Linked DNA regions of Anas platyrhynchos: region 1 is linked to region 2. The links are chromatin contacts, called in public Hi-C maps. All regions are on one chromosome and are shown on one strand. The core of a region is the stretch at or near the end of the contact, and the rest is flanking DNA. Distances in the headings are between cores, read along the strand shown. Region 1 overlaps RARB (retinoic acid receptor beta). Region 2 overlaps RARB (retinoic acid receptor beta).

Evidence for each region. A called contact is a pair of places that touch in the nucleus more often than the background predicts.
Region 1: a Hi-C map of skeletal muscle shows a contact between it and region 2, with 2.3 times the contacts expected there. The contact joins two enhancer-like sites. A contact is called at or near these places in 3 of 8 Hi-C or Micro-C datasets (F1 follicle, skeletal muscle and subcutaneous adipose tissue).

Annotation. Positions count from the first base shown.
Region 1 is chr2:119,380,549-119,386,597 of IASCAAS_PekinDuck_T2T, reverse strand. All of the region lies in intron 2 of RARB (retinoic acid receptor beta), which reads left to right. Among named protein-coding and RNA genes, the nearest start is that of RARB, 29 kb to the left of the region's middle. Within about 2 kb of position 3,832, at least 1 of the 8 cell types and tissues checked has an H3K27ac peak or open chromatin away from gene starts, as enhancers often do.
Region 2 is chr2:119,095,571-119,101,632 of IASCAAS_PekinDuck_T2T, reverse strand. RARB (retinoic acid receptor beta) reads left to right here. Exons shown (of 10, transcript XM_072033461.1): 8 at 4,213-4,417; 9 at 5,736-5,894. Among named protein-coding and RNA genes, the nearest start is that of TOP2B, 69 kb to the right of the region's middle. Within about 2 kb of position 2,587, at least 1 of the 8 cell types and tissues checked has an H3K27ac peak or open chromatin away from gene starts, as enhancers often do.

The sequences.
Region 1 (6,049 bases), core at 2,583-5,082, 280 kb before region 2:
AGACTTGCGAAATTCAGCTCTGCTTGATGAGGTGGGCCAGTAGTATTGCAAAAGGCAGCGTGCCGTGCTGGTTTTCTGCTGGCTCAGACCTCGGATGGTTTAGTTGGATAGTTTTCCACGGCACGTCACTGCTGACCAGCCCCTCCGGCTGTGGAGCAGGAAGAGTAGTGAGGGCTGTGCTTCAGAGGGAGTGGAAATGCACTGGGAAATACATCTCTGACAGATCTTCCTGGTAAGTGCAGTAATTCCCGTCTCATCTTACAGGGTGTATTTAAGGCATAACATTGCTTTTGCTTACTCCGTGTTGACTGAAGAGGCTGTAGCGTATCTGTGGGATCCTGTTTTGTGTTTGAATGGTAATAAGCCTTTTAGTACAACATTGCAACGCTGTAAAAATAAAAACAAAACCAAAAGTTACTTAATGCTTTTTGAAAACTCTGTTCTTCATGAATAGACAAATCCATCTTGCATAACTTTTTTAATGGCATGCAACAGCACGTTAAAGGAACTCGGGGATATCACTGAGAATTTCCCTTCCAACAACTTACATTTTTCTTAATAAAAATACCGGGGAGGCAGTTTGAGTTTGTTTTTTGGTTTCAGAGGAAATTTCAGTGAAAGATGTTGCAAATACTTATGCTATTTGCTGAAAAAGAAATTGTGTATTATGCCAGAAATAAGAACTGCGTGAAGAACTGGAAATAAGTTGTAAGGGTGATGTTGCAGTAGGAATATCGATCCCGTTCAAGAACATGTACATATGAAAATGATTTTAAACTCATGTGTTCTTCGTTGGTTTTAACAGAACTAATGGAAAACCTAGCAAAGTAGGTATCTGAGTGCTCCCATGGCTGTGGCCACATCAAAGTGACTTTTCATGATAGGGTACTGCAAGCCTAAAGGGTCCAGATATATATATATATATTTTAAACAGGCTGAGAAGTAGCAGAACCTTCTTAGGACATGAGTCTTGCTTGGGAAAGCTTTAGAAGTTCACAGGTGAGGCAGGTGAGACACCAGACTCACCAAAAGAGGGTAAGACAGGAAGGGAAATAAAGGTGGCGGTGTTTCTCAAGGAGCTTTTGTTTCCTCTACAGATCTGTCCGCTCAGTGCTGCCTAAATTCCTCTAGAAAATGTAGTGCCATTTGTGATTGTAAAACACAGTTCTATGTCAGATGATCATAATATATAGTCTGTGTGCTTTCAGGTGGTGATTGTGAGCTCTGGAAAGGGACTGAACTGCTTTTTGAAGCAAACCGTAACATGAGGATGCTCTGAAAAATGTTGCCTGTGTGCCCTGTGGCACCTCACTTCATTTGATGGGGTGCATTACATCTGTGAAGCACTGTTTGTGCTTTCCTTACTTTTTGCATGTGCTGTCAGGGTAGGTAACAAGACAGCGCAAGGTGATTTGAAATGTTCAGGCTGCCGCTGACATTGAGGAGCCCCTGGATTTTTTTGTTGCATGTCATTTTGCTGCCGGTATTTCTGGGATGTGCTTCTGCTCACTGAAACTTTAGGTTGCGTAGAGTACACACAGCTTCTTCTTGCTTGTTAATAATAAAACTTCCGTTACTGAAAATGGAAAACATTAGCAGAAAGCTGTTTGTTTTTTTGGCCTGGAAAACCATTCAGTTATTTTCACGCCTCACCTCGAGTACTGTGTGCAGTTCTGGGCACCACAGCACAAAAAGAATGTAAAACTGTTGGAGAGTGCCCAGAGGAGGGTGACGAAGATGGTGAAGGACATAGAAGGGAAGACGTCTGAGCAGTGGCTGAGGGTACAGGGCCTGTTCAGCCTGGAGAAGAGGAGGCTGAGGGGAGACCTCATCGCAGCCTACGGCTTCCTTATGAGGCGGAGTGTAGGGGCAGGTGCTGATCAGTTCTCTTTAGTGACCAGTGATAGATAGGACCCACGGGAATGGTGTCAAGCTGAGGCCAGGGAGGTTTAGGCTGGACATCAGGAAGGGGTTCTTCATTGAGAGGGTGGTCACACACTGGAACAGGCCCCCAAGGGAAGCAGTCACTGCACCAAGCCTGGTGGGGTTTAAGAAGCGTTTGGACTGTGCACTTAGTCACATGGTCTGAATTTTGGGTAGACCTGTGCAGTGCCAGGAGTTGGACTTGATGATCCTTGTGGGTCCCTTCCAACTCGGGATATTCTGTGATTCTATGCATGTATTCAGTTTGGCCTGATACCTGAAGTCACCGGTGCAAAATCAGGTTTATGGAGCTTTATGGCACAGTAGGGGTGAAGTTAATTTCTGTAAATGAGCATTCAAGATTATTTTCAGCACCAAAGAGTGCCCTGAATTTCCTGAGAATTTCAAAATTAATGTTTGTTGAAAAATCCCTTGTGTTGGTGCTGTTGTGAATATTAAAACTACTTTCCCATTACACTGACAGGCATCTTTTGAATTATCATAATCTGAGTACTGTTTTTTAAAAAAAATTTTCCATGTTCTTTAGTTAAATATTTAAGATGTTATGAGGTGGTTTGTGGTTATCTAAATGGAATGAATTTGTGTAATGATTTATATATATGATCAGAGGAGTGAGTGACCTTGTATATTCTGAAATAAGCAGTAACACAGCTAATTAAATAATGATTGTCATGTGGACTGGGCCATGCCAAAATGTCTAGCGATTTGCATGTCAGATATATGAAAGCTCTTTAATAATGGGAAATGATTAATTAAAAGGCTGTATGTTTGCAAGAAGGAAGTAAACTGAGCTAAACAAGCTCCTTTATCTTTAGTGCTATGTTAGAAAACATAAGAATACAATTTCATATGTTTATTTCAAATTACTTAAAGCATCGACATTCAGGGTTACTCAACATTCTGGTCCTCTTTAGATTTCAGAGTGAAATCTGAAAAAACGTTCATGTTTTAGGAGAGGAACTAAGACAGTTACTGGCTGTCTGCACCCTGAGCATGTTATTCATCCGTATATAAAACACAGCACACACACACACACACACACACACACACACACACACATAAATATATATGGGTGAATAAATATGTCTTTATATATGTGGATGAATGATATATATATAACATCGTAAGATATTAAATAGTAATAGATAATATAATAATACATTATATTTATAATATTTTCCCCAGATTAGACACTTTGCTTAGGTCTGGTTCTCTCACTTGTATTAAAGGTGTTTCATTCTACTCTTGATATCTTGACAGTGTAAAGGTCTTAACAATTCCTTTCTTCTACTTCAGTGATGTAAAATAACCTTAATAAAAGTGAAAATTTGTCTTAAGGTTTTAAGTTGTAATCTCCTTTGTGTTTAAAAGTCTTTGCATCCTTTTTCATGATTTGTCTCTATTAAAGGAACGGTCTAACTGTAGGAAGGATGCACATCATTCATTTACTCTGAGGCTAATGTTGCTGTTTCTCAGCAAAAATGTCATTTGTGTCACTGCGTATTGTGCTTTTAAATAATATTTAATTCTGTGACCTCAGTTCAACATGCCTTCCCAATTGTCCATTAACTCTCATCTTTGAGCAGAGGCAGATTTTGCTGTATAGATACTAGGAAAAATTAGAACTGGGAGAGGTTTCAGAATTATGATAAATTGTATGTTTGTCTCCTATTCTATCATTCCTTTTAATAATTTTAATACCATGCAGCCTAAGAGGTGAAAGTCAAGACCTGAAAATAGGGAAGGGCTGAGGAGAGGAGGAAGAACAAACCTTTGCATGCGCCAAGATGCAGGATTGAAAGTACTGTAAGGTTATGGCACCTTACCACACAATTGCTCTCATTTAGTCAGCAATGAGTAATTATTAAGTATGAGTTGAACATCTTGGGTCTGTTCCATTTCTTGTCACAGCAAACCAGCTTTCATATTCAGCTGTTGTACAGCCCTTGGATAGAACACTGCTAGTCATTTTAGAAAAATTTGAATTGTCTGGACAAGTTAAAACATCATCTTAACACATTCCGTCTTCCACCTTTGAAACTTGTGAGAGACAGATCACATGGAGGTTTCAGCAGCCAGCAAGCTGCAAGGAGGATTTGAATAAAATAAATGAGTAACTTGAATTAGCTAAAAGAGTAAGGAAGGCCCACGTACTTTGTTGCTTTAAGGAAAACTGCAGATTTTTTTTTTTCCTCATCTCTAGCTGTTTTGTTTCTCAGGTTTTTTGTTTGTTTGTTTGTTGTTGTTGTTTGTTTTTCCCAGTGGCCTTGATGCCCTTTCTTATATACCTGTTACGAAACTCATTGATGATGACATTGCAAACATGTAGTCCCTCTGCAGCTGCCAGCTCAGTCCAGCAGATCCTCCCTCTACTCTTCCTTCCCACATGCTCGTGGCCTTGGCCTGCCTTTTTTTTAATGTACGTGGAATGCAATGGTTAAGTTTCTCTTCAATACCTGTTAACACATTTGATTCCTTTCACAACTGTCAGTTTTCCAGCTTTGTGAAGCTTTCACTGTAGGCAAATGTTGCACATTTGGGGCTCAGTCTAAGATTCAAAATAAATTTTATGTCAACATACATTTTGTTCACACGTTTAGAGCAGCTTACAGTTTTTTAAGGATGGATACACCTAACAATAAAAGGTGCAGAGCATCAAAAGGGATGGGTTTGGAGCTGATCTGAGCAATGGTGTTCACTGAAGATGGTTTTACCTGTTTATCCCAGCTCAGTGTTTCATCCATATCTCCAAATTCCTTGCTTTTCTACCTTTATATGTCGCCCTGTTATTTTCTTTGGCTGAAATCATTAGTGAGTTGTCACAGCTCACTCTTAAAAGTGATATGTCAAATGCCAATTTGGTTTGTTTTGTTTATTTGACTTGCTTAGATTCTTAACCACAGGGAGCGGGAGTTTGTTTAGAAAAAATAAGTGAGCTTTTATGTTTTTGAAGTTGCATGTAAAAAAGTTTTTTTCTGGAATAACCAACAACTACTAACAACTGCTTTGAGAAATGTATAGCTGGTTCAATTTTTCAGTGCCTATTCTGAAACCTAATGGTGATCACATCACTTTGAAGTATGTTTCCTTAATGTATGCTCATTGATGGCTTCAGATTTTTCTTTTTCCTCCCTAAATAATGCTGTAGCGAAGAGTAAAGTTGTTGGCTGTAAATAGAGACTATATACTTTGCAAACAGTTTTTGCTGCTACACACATGGTGGCCTGCGCAAGTTTCTCTGATCTGTGTGAAAGCCAGCCAGGCTTCCTGGGGAAGCTGTGAGCTCTTCCAATGCCACGGAAGCTGTGCTGGTGTTCAGCTCATCATTGTCACTGGAGGATCTGCCATACGTGTTTCATCTACATCATATACTGTTTCATCTACATATGTCCCACTGATTAATTATGGATTCATTAATAAGTAACAGGCACAACTGTTGATCCTGAAGACTTATTTCCAGGACTGCGATAACCTATTGCTGACGTGTAGGCAGGGGCTCTGATGCTCTCCTGGTTTCCTTCTGCTACCTGCTGGTGTTAGCCATTCCCCATGGGTGGTGGTGGGGTGCCTGCTGCCAGCCCTGAGGGTGGTGCCGTGCTTGAATCAGGTACAGATTTCCTAGTCAGGAACTGGTGAAGGAGGCTGAAAACTTAGTCTATAGATTTTTAGCGATGATGGGCTTTCACCCCTGAAAAAGCATTCCCTGGTAGCACAGGGTGCATTGCTTGCTGGAGATGTTACAGAGGTGTTCCTGTCCAGGGGACAGCTAAAGCTTTAAAAAGAACATGAATTAATGCAATATATCATGAAGCAGTGTTCAGACCTGTGTGTTAACAATAGCTGGCGTGTTGACAGTGGGTTTTGGTTTTACCTACTGTATAGATTTTCACGGCTAAAATTCAGCCAAAGCGGCAGCCCTGGGACTTTGCCTGTTGTTGAATGAGAACTATTCTGGTTTGTACTGGCGCTGACAGATACGGAACAGAATAACCCTGCTTTGGGGATAGTAAGCAAGCAAGCACACCTTCTAGGCTACATCTCCATTTCCTTGCTATCCTTATTGTAAGCAAGATTTGCATACTTAATTCTTTTCACTTATTGAAAG
Region 2 (6,062 bases), core at 1,338-3,837:
GGGAGCAGGTAAGGTGTGTGTGCTGTGAAGGGTCCTAACTTTCCTGTGCGGCACTTCTACAAGCTTTATGCGACTACTTTATGTGCTGCTTAAAAAGAAAAAGGGATAATCACCACCACCACTGCCACAGTAATGTGCCGTGCGCGCACGGTCTGTGAAATGCCCATAGCCATTAAACCCACATCACCTGCACATAATCTGAATCGCAGTGTGGCTCTGTATCTTTATTTAAGCTAAATTCCAGTACTTTCAGCACTGTTTTCAATACTGCCTGCTTCCCCCCCAGCGAGCTGGCTCTCCTAATCACGAGGAGCATCCTGAGTGCTCTGTGTTGCCGTACGCCCGCAGCGTGAGCACGGGCACTTAGTGCCTGCCGGCAGCCCCTGTGTGTGCTGCAGGTGCCTTTCTGCAGCCACCCCGTCCTGCACCCCTGTTTAGGGTCAGGGTCTCATTGCCTCAGCCTGCACCAGGGCGAATCGTAAGCGTTTATAAGCCTCGTCAAGGGCTTGGTTGGATCTTGCAGCCTTCGATGCCGAAAAGTCCTGACACCCCGACAGAGGAGCCGCTGCCAGGAACTTAATAAGCTCTATTGGATTTGGGTCAAGGAATCGTTTTATATACAAACAAACAAAAATTCTGGAAGGGAAGTAGCATCAGGCCTCACAAGATAGTTGAAGGCGCCAATTGAGAACGGTGGAATTTATGTTTGCTCTGGAGCCAAAGGTTTCGGGGGTAAATATTACTAAAATTCAGTCAGTAACCCTCGTAAAAGTGACTGCTTCTGTCTGCTCGTCCGCTGGCCCCGCAGCGGGAGCACCAGCAGCCTCGTTTTGTTCTGGCAAGGCGAATGTGGAAGGAGTCCAGAGCTCAGTCTCCCTTAAATCTGATGGATAAAGCCCTAAGCCCTTGAATGCTCATCCCTTGTAATGTCATTTTTAAACTTCTGTTGTAAAATCCTGCACGAAAACACGGAGTAACCTGTGCTGATGGGCACGGAGCGGCGGGGAGCTTTGTTCACCTGCTGCCCCGCCACAGGTCACCTGCTTGGGAAACCGTCCCACCCGGCTCAGGCAGCCAACGTGGAGAAACAGGATTTCTTACAGAAAGCCCGGCTTACCTTCACAGATCTCTTTCAAGCAGGTAACAATTTTATGGCAGCACGATTTTGTAAGTGCAGCTTTCTGGATATTTCTGGTTTCATGTGACCGGTAGGGAGGTGTTTTTTTTTCTTTTTCTTTTTTTTTTTTTTGTTTTTGCCTTTTTGTGACTGACTCATAGACACTTGAAGATATGTTCTTTAAAACAAAGGGTCCTTTAATCATGGGCAAGAACCTTATTTATGGCTGCAAGTGGCATTTAAGAGCAGAGTGACAGCTCAAATACTTGGCTTAGTTACAAAATCTGAACAGCGCTGAGGACATTAGGAGGATGTCTTCTAGACAGTTTAAAATGGAGAAAGATACAGTGATTTCTTATTTTGAAGTGCTGACATTTCCCATATGTTCTTCAGTGAATATGAGCTTGAAATCAACTTTACTTTGACACTGGAAGTTTGCCCAAGAAAGGTTTAAGAGCAACTCAGCAATATCCATGGCGTTTCACAGATCTTGATGAAGGGCATAAATTAGAAAGAAAAAAAAAAGAAAGAAAGAAAAAGAAAAAGAAAACATTTTAAATGATCTGTCTCAGAGTTTAATAACAGTGTGTTGTGGGATAATGTAGAAGGAATGCAGCAGAAACCTGAGACCTGATTGCTCCAGTCAAGTTAAGTGCGCTGCAGAAAGCACATGCTTGAGCTTCAGCTGTGCGGGTGCCCCGTCTGAGCCGCTGCAGGCTCATCCAATTAAAGGCTCAAGCAGCATTTCGGTACCGAAGCCTCAAGGCTGCCTTTTGCGAGGAGCCCTCCCTGTCGCTGCCTGCGCCTGGCAGTAACTGCATTCTGTGGGCCTCGTAGGTTTTGATGATTCTTTATGCAAGGCCCCTGGAAGCTGTTGCTGTGTCTGGTGTCTCTTTAGGATGCCTTCTGGAGATACCAAAGTGTAGGCAAGGGTGAACTTCAGGGGAGAGAGCTGCCAGTGGTTACTGGCAGCATAGACCATGGCAAACATGGTTTCTTTTATTGAGGGGGTGCCATGCTTGGTAACATTGATTCCTGCTGATAATCCTCAAACACACTTTGGTGATTACCCAAAACCTTTGGCGTTACCATCAGCCTTTTCAGATCACTTATATTAGAGGGGATTTGTGGTTAGTGAAGAACCTGAGTGTGCGCGTTCGTATTTGTGCCACTCTTGGTCATTGATGCGAATGAGTTCAAGAGTTTATTCCAATTTGGGGGCAGGGGAACGATGTAAAACACATCTGGCCAACCACAGAGAGTCCCGGTGCTTCGGCGTGTACCCACCACGTGAGATAAGGGTATTACTCAGATGGAAAGCAGCTCAAGAGCCTTCTGCAGAAATACGCCCCATTAAGTCTCTTACCAAGGAATTTTAAAAGAGAAATAAGAGCTTCCCAGTAGGTCTCTCACATGCCGTATCCTCCTCGCTCTCCTCCCTGCTTATTTGGGGCAGTGTTGCCAGGCAAAGATGAAAGTGGGAGAGCCAGCCCCAGCCTGGTCAGCTGCCAAGCGGCGGGGGCCTCTGACTCAGAGCCCGGGTAGTCAGAGAAGTAATTAAAATTCTCCCTGTGCTCAGTTACATTTGTGTAAATCTGTGCAGTCGAATCCTTAAAACAAAGTGAGATGACTGCATGGGACATAAACGCAGCCGGGCCCTGGAGAAACAGGGCCGCAGCCTCAGCTAATCAGCTGGACTTCGCAAGATTTCGGCTTGGATTGGCTTGGTTTGGTTGCATTTGGTGGTAAGCCTTCTCCCACCTCTGGTTTTCGAAACATGAGGCACTGAGATATGTTACATGGGTGTGCCACAGGATGGAAGTCCTGTCCTGCACCTCCCTGTCCTCCTGCCAGCGGGACGGGGAGGTGGTGAGAAGGTGCTTAAGGGAAGGAAGTGGACGAAGAGCAGCAAGGACTTCTGACTCACAGGTCACCTTGTCCTGCCGCCTGGGAAGGATAAGATGAGCAGTGGCCTCGCAGCTGCAGTCAGCAGAGAGGATCTCTCCATCTCGAGGTGGCACCCGGGGCAAGCCCAATGCGATCCCGAGCAGTGGAGAGGAAACGGGCAAAGCACAAATGTGTGTGGAGATTATTTTAACCAGCGTATAGCTACGGTGTCAGCATCTGACAAAAACTGACCATACAGTGGCCTGAAGTCAGGCTTGTTTTGAGTTAAAAGAGCCGTGAGGGAAGTAGGCTGGTATTTCTGAGCAAGCAGTACTGCTGCGCTCTAGCAGATGTCCTGCCTGGGTGTGCAGCAGCACTTCCTGGCTCCTGCACCCATCTGCAGGAGAGCCCAGCAGCCTGCTGGCACGCGGGAGGCACTAGGGGACAGGGAACGATGCAGCAGGCAGGGATGGTGTTTTATTCAAGTTGGTGATGACTGGGAATTACCTCCTGTGCCTTTGCTTGTTTGGCTGCTTTTCCATTTTGTCCTTGCTCCAACTGAGCACTTGTTCACTTGCTGCACACCTGGCTGTGTTAGTGCTTTCCGTGGTTTGCTCTCAGGGCAGAAATGAAGGAACCCCCGAGCACAAGGTACGAGCTGCCTCTTTCACCACCTCGAAGCTCTCTGTGCTCACTCAAGGCAGAGGGGGGAGTTTGTCCTTACCAAGACACAGCCCAGAGAGGCACTGTCACGCAAAATTGATCCCCCAAATCGATGAAATAGCGTGTGTGTTTGAAAAGGTGAGACATTTTCATGGTCTTGCTGGGACCAGAGCAGCAGTGCAATAACGTCCCACAGGTAGGTGTGTACAGCATACTGATTAACAAGCACTTTCTGTGATTGTCATGGTAATGTTGGCGAGTTAGTCATGGGAACTGCATGCAAGGTTTGATTACTTCATAACTAGAGGGTGAATTTGGAAGTGACCAATTTCTGCCATAAAAGACTAATCATAGTTTATGAAGTATTTATTTCTGTTGTACTAGAGAAATTTTGTGTTACTGGAACTGAACATGCTGGAGTTGGATTTCAGGTCGCTTTGACATGAACGTGTGCTTCAGCTCCTTGGGTAATTTGCCGCACTGGGAGAAAGCAGCAAACCTCTCGAGGGCTGAATTCTTCAGATTTCATTTTTATCCTTCCGCAGATCCTTAGAATTTGCACAAGATACACGCCAGAACAAGACACCATGACCTTTTCAGATGGCCTTACCCTAAACCGAACTCAGATGCACAATGCTGGATTTGGCCCACTGACCGACCTCGTGTTCACGTTTGCCAACCAGCTCCTGCCTTTGGAAATGGATGATACAGAAACCGGTCTCCTTAGTGCCATCTGCCTCATCTGTGGAGGTACCGTACTGCGCGAATCAAACACGATAAGTTCTTCATTTATGTTCTACTTGCTTAGCTTTCCTGTACTAAAACGTGTATATATGTGTATATATATATATATATAAAGATACATACGTACTATTATTATATATTAGATATAAGTTATCCACCACCACCTACACTAAAGATTTGTTTTCCACTGGTGATGGTTATTGTTTTTATTAGGGTTTTGAATGAATTGGATCAGACTGTCAGGCAGATGCCTCATACAGGACTACAGGATATATATACATATATATCCTCTTGCATTTTTCCTAAGCAGTATGTGGGCACCTGTGTGAATGAATGAGCTGTGCTCGAGCAAGACACCCTTTATGCAACTTTTGCTCATAAATAAAATTGCATGCACATAGTTACATTCGTACAGAACTCACTGGTGATGACCTTCTTTAGAAGAAGTAGGCTATGATTTTTTTGGGGGGGTTTGATTACAACTGAGAAGGACAGTGCCAGGGTGAAATCAGGTAAAACTGTACATTTGAAAGGCAAAAAAGTCTCAGATATTTTCCAAAATTCTCTGTAAGGTAAATTTTGATCAGCTGCTTTCTCTCCTACTGTGCAAATGTTGGACTTGCATTAGAATCAGGCTGTGTTTAGCTGAGCCATTTTATTGAAATGCAAACTTGATACTATTTTTTGCAGAATTACACTTCACAGTACTTTAAGTGCTATTAGAGACCAACTGTTCTAACAACAAAAGTCAGTCTTTGTTGACAGTGGACCTTCAGTACAAAATCATTCTGTTTTTGTGTCTCTAACCATGTCCCATCAAAAGCAGTGATGGATTCTGACACGTCATGGATGTGTTACTGGTGTATCCCGCTTTATGGTGACGTTTGCTGTCACTCAAGCTAGCACTGCCATCTGCTGATATATGATGGTAACTCACTTTGGGTTAGAGTTGATACAAAAAATAAATCATCTGTAATCTCTTCTTATATGTAGATATCTTATAAATGACTCATACAAAATTAATTCTAAGTATAGTTTGCAGCAAGGTGTTCTCCCCGTGGAGAGGGAGGTGCTGGTAATTCCGGACCATTCAAATGTCAAACCTCCCCAGTAACCAAGGGAAAGTGAGTCCAAGTTTTGGAAAACTGGGGTTTATCATCTTCCTATGGAATACAAGCTGCACTGCATACTTCTCCACATAAGTGGAGGAAATGATGAAATTCAGGGAGAATTGAGAACATGGAAGGTTTTCACTTCTGTGATTTTTTTTTTCTGTGATGAAAAAAAAATGTATTTAAAATCTGTGATCTGATACTTCCTGCAGATCGCCAGGACCTCGAAGAACCGATGAAAGTGGATAAGCTTCAGGAACCATTGCTTGAGGCACTGAAAATTTATATCCGAAAGAGACGACCCAACAAGCCTCATATGTTTCCAAAGATCTTAATGAAAATCACAGATCTTCGTAGCATCAGTGCAAAAGGTACCTACCCTATTTCACAGTAATTCAGCGTCAATGGTGCTTTCAGAGGAAACAGGCCTGAAGACCTGGGTGGTTGTTTGTTTGTTTAACATAACTGGGAGGTCTTCTTGGCCTTTCTTTTCCCCCTTGCTCATGTAACTGCCATGCTGAAATTGGTTCTACTTTACA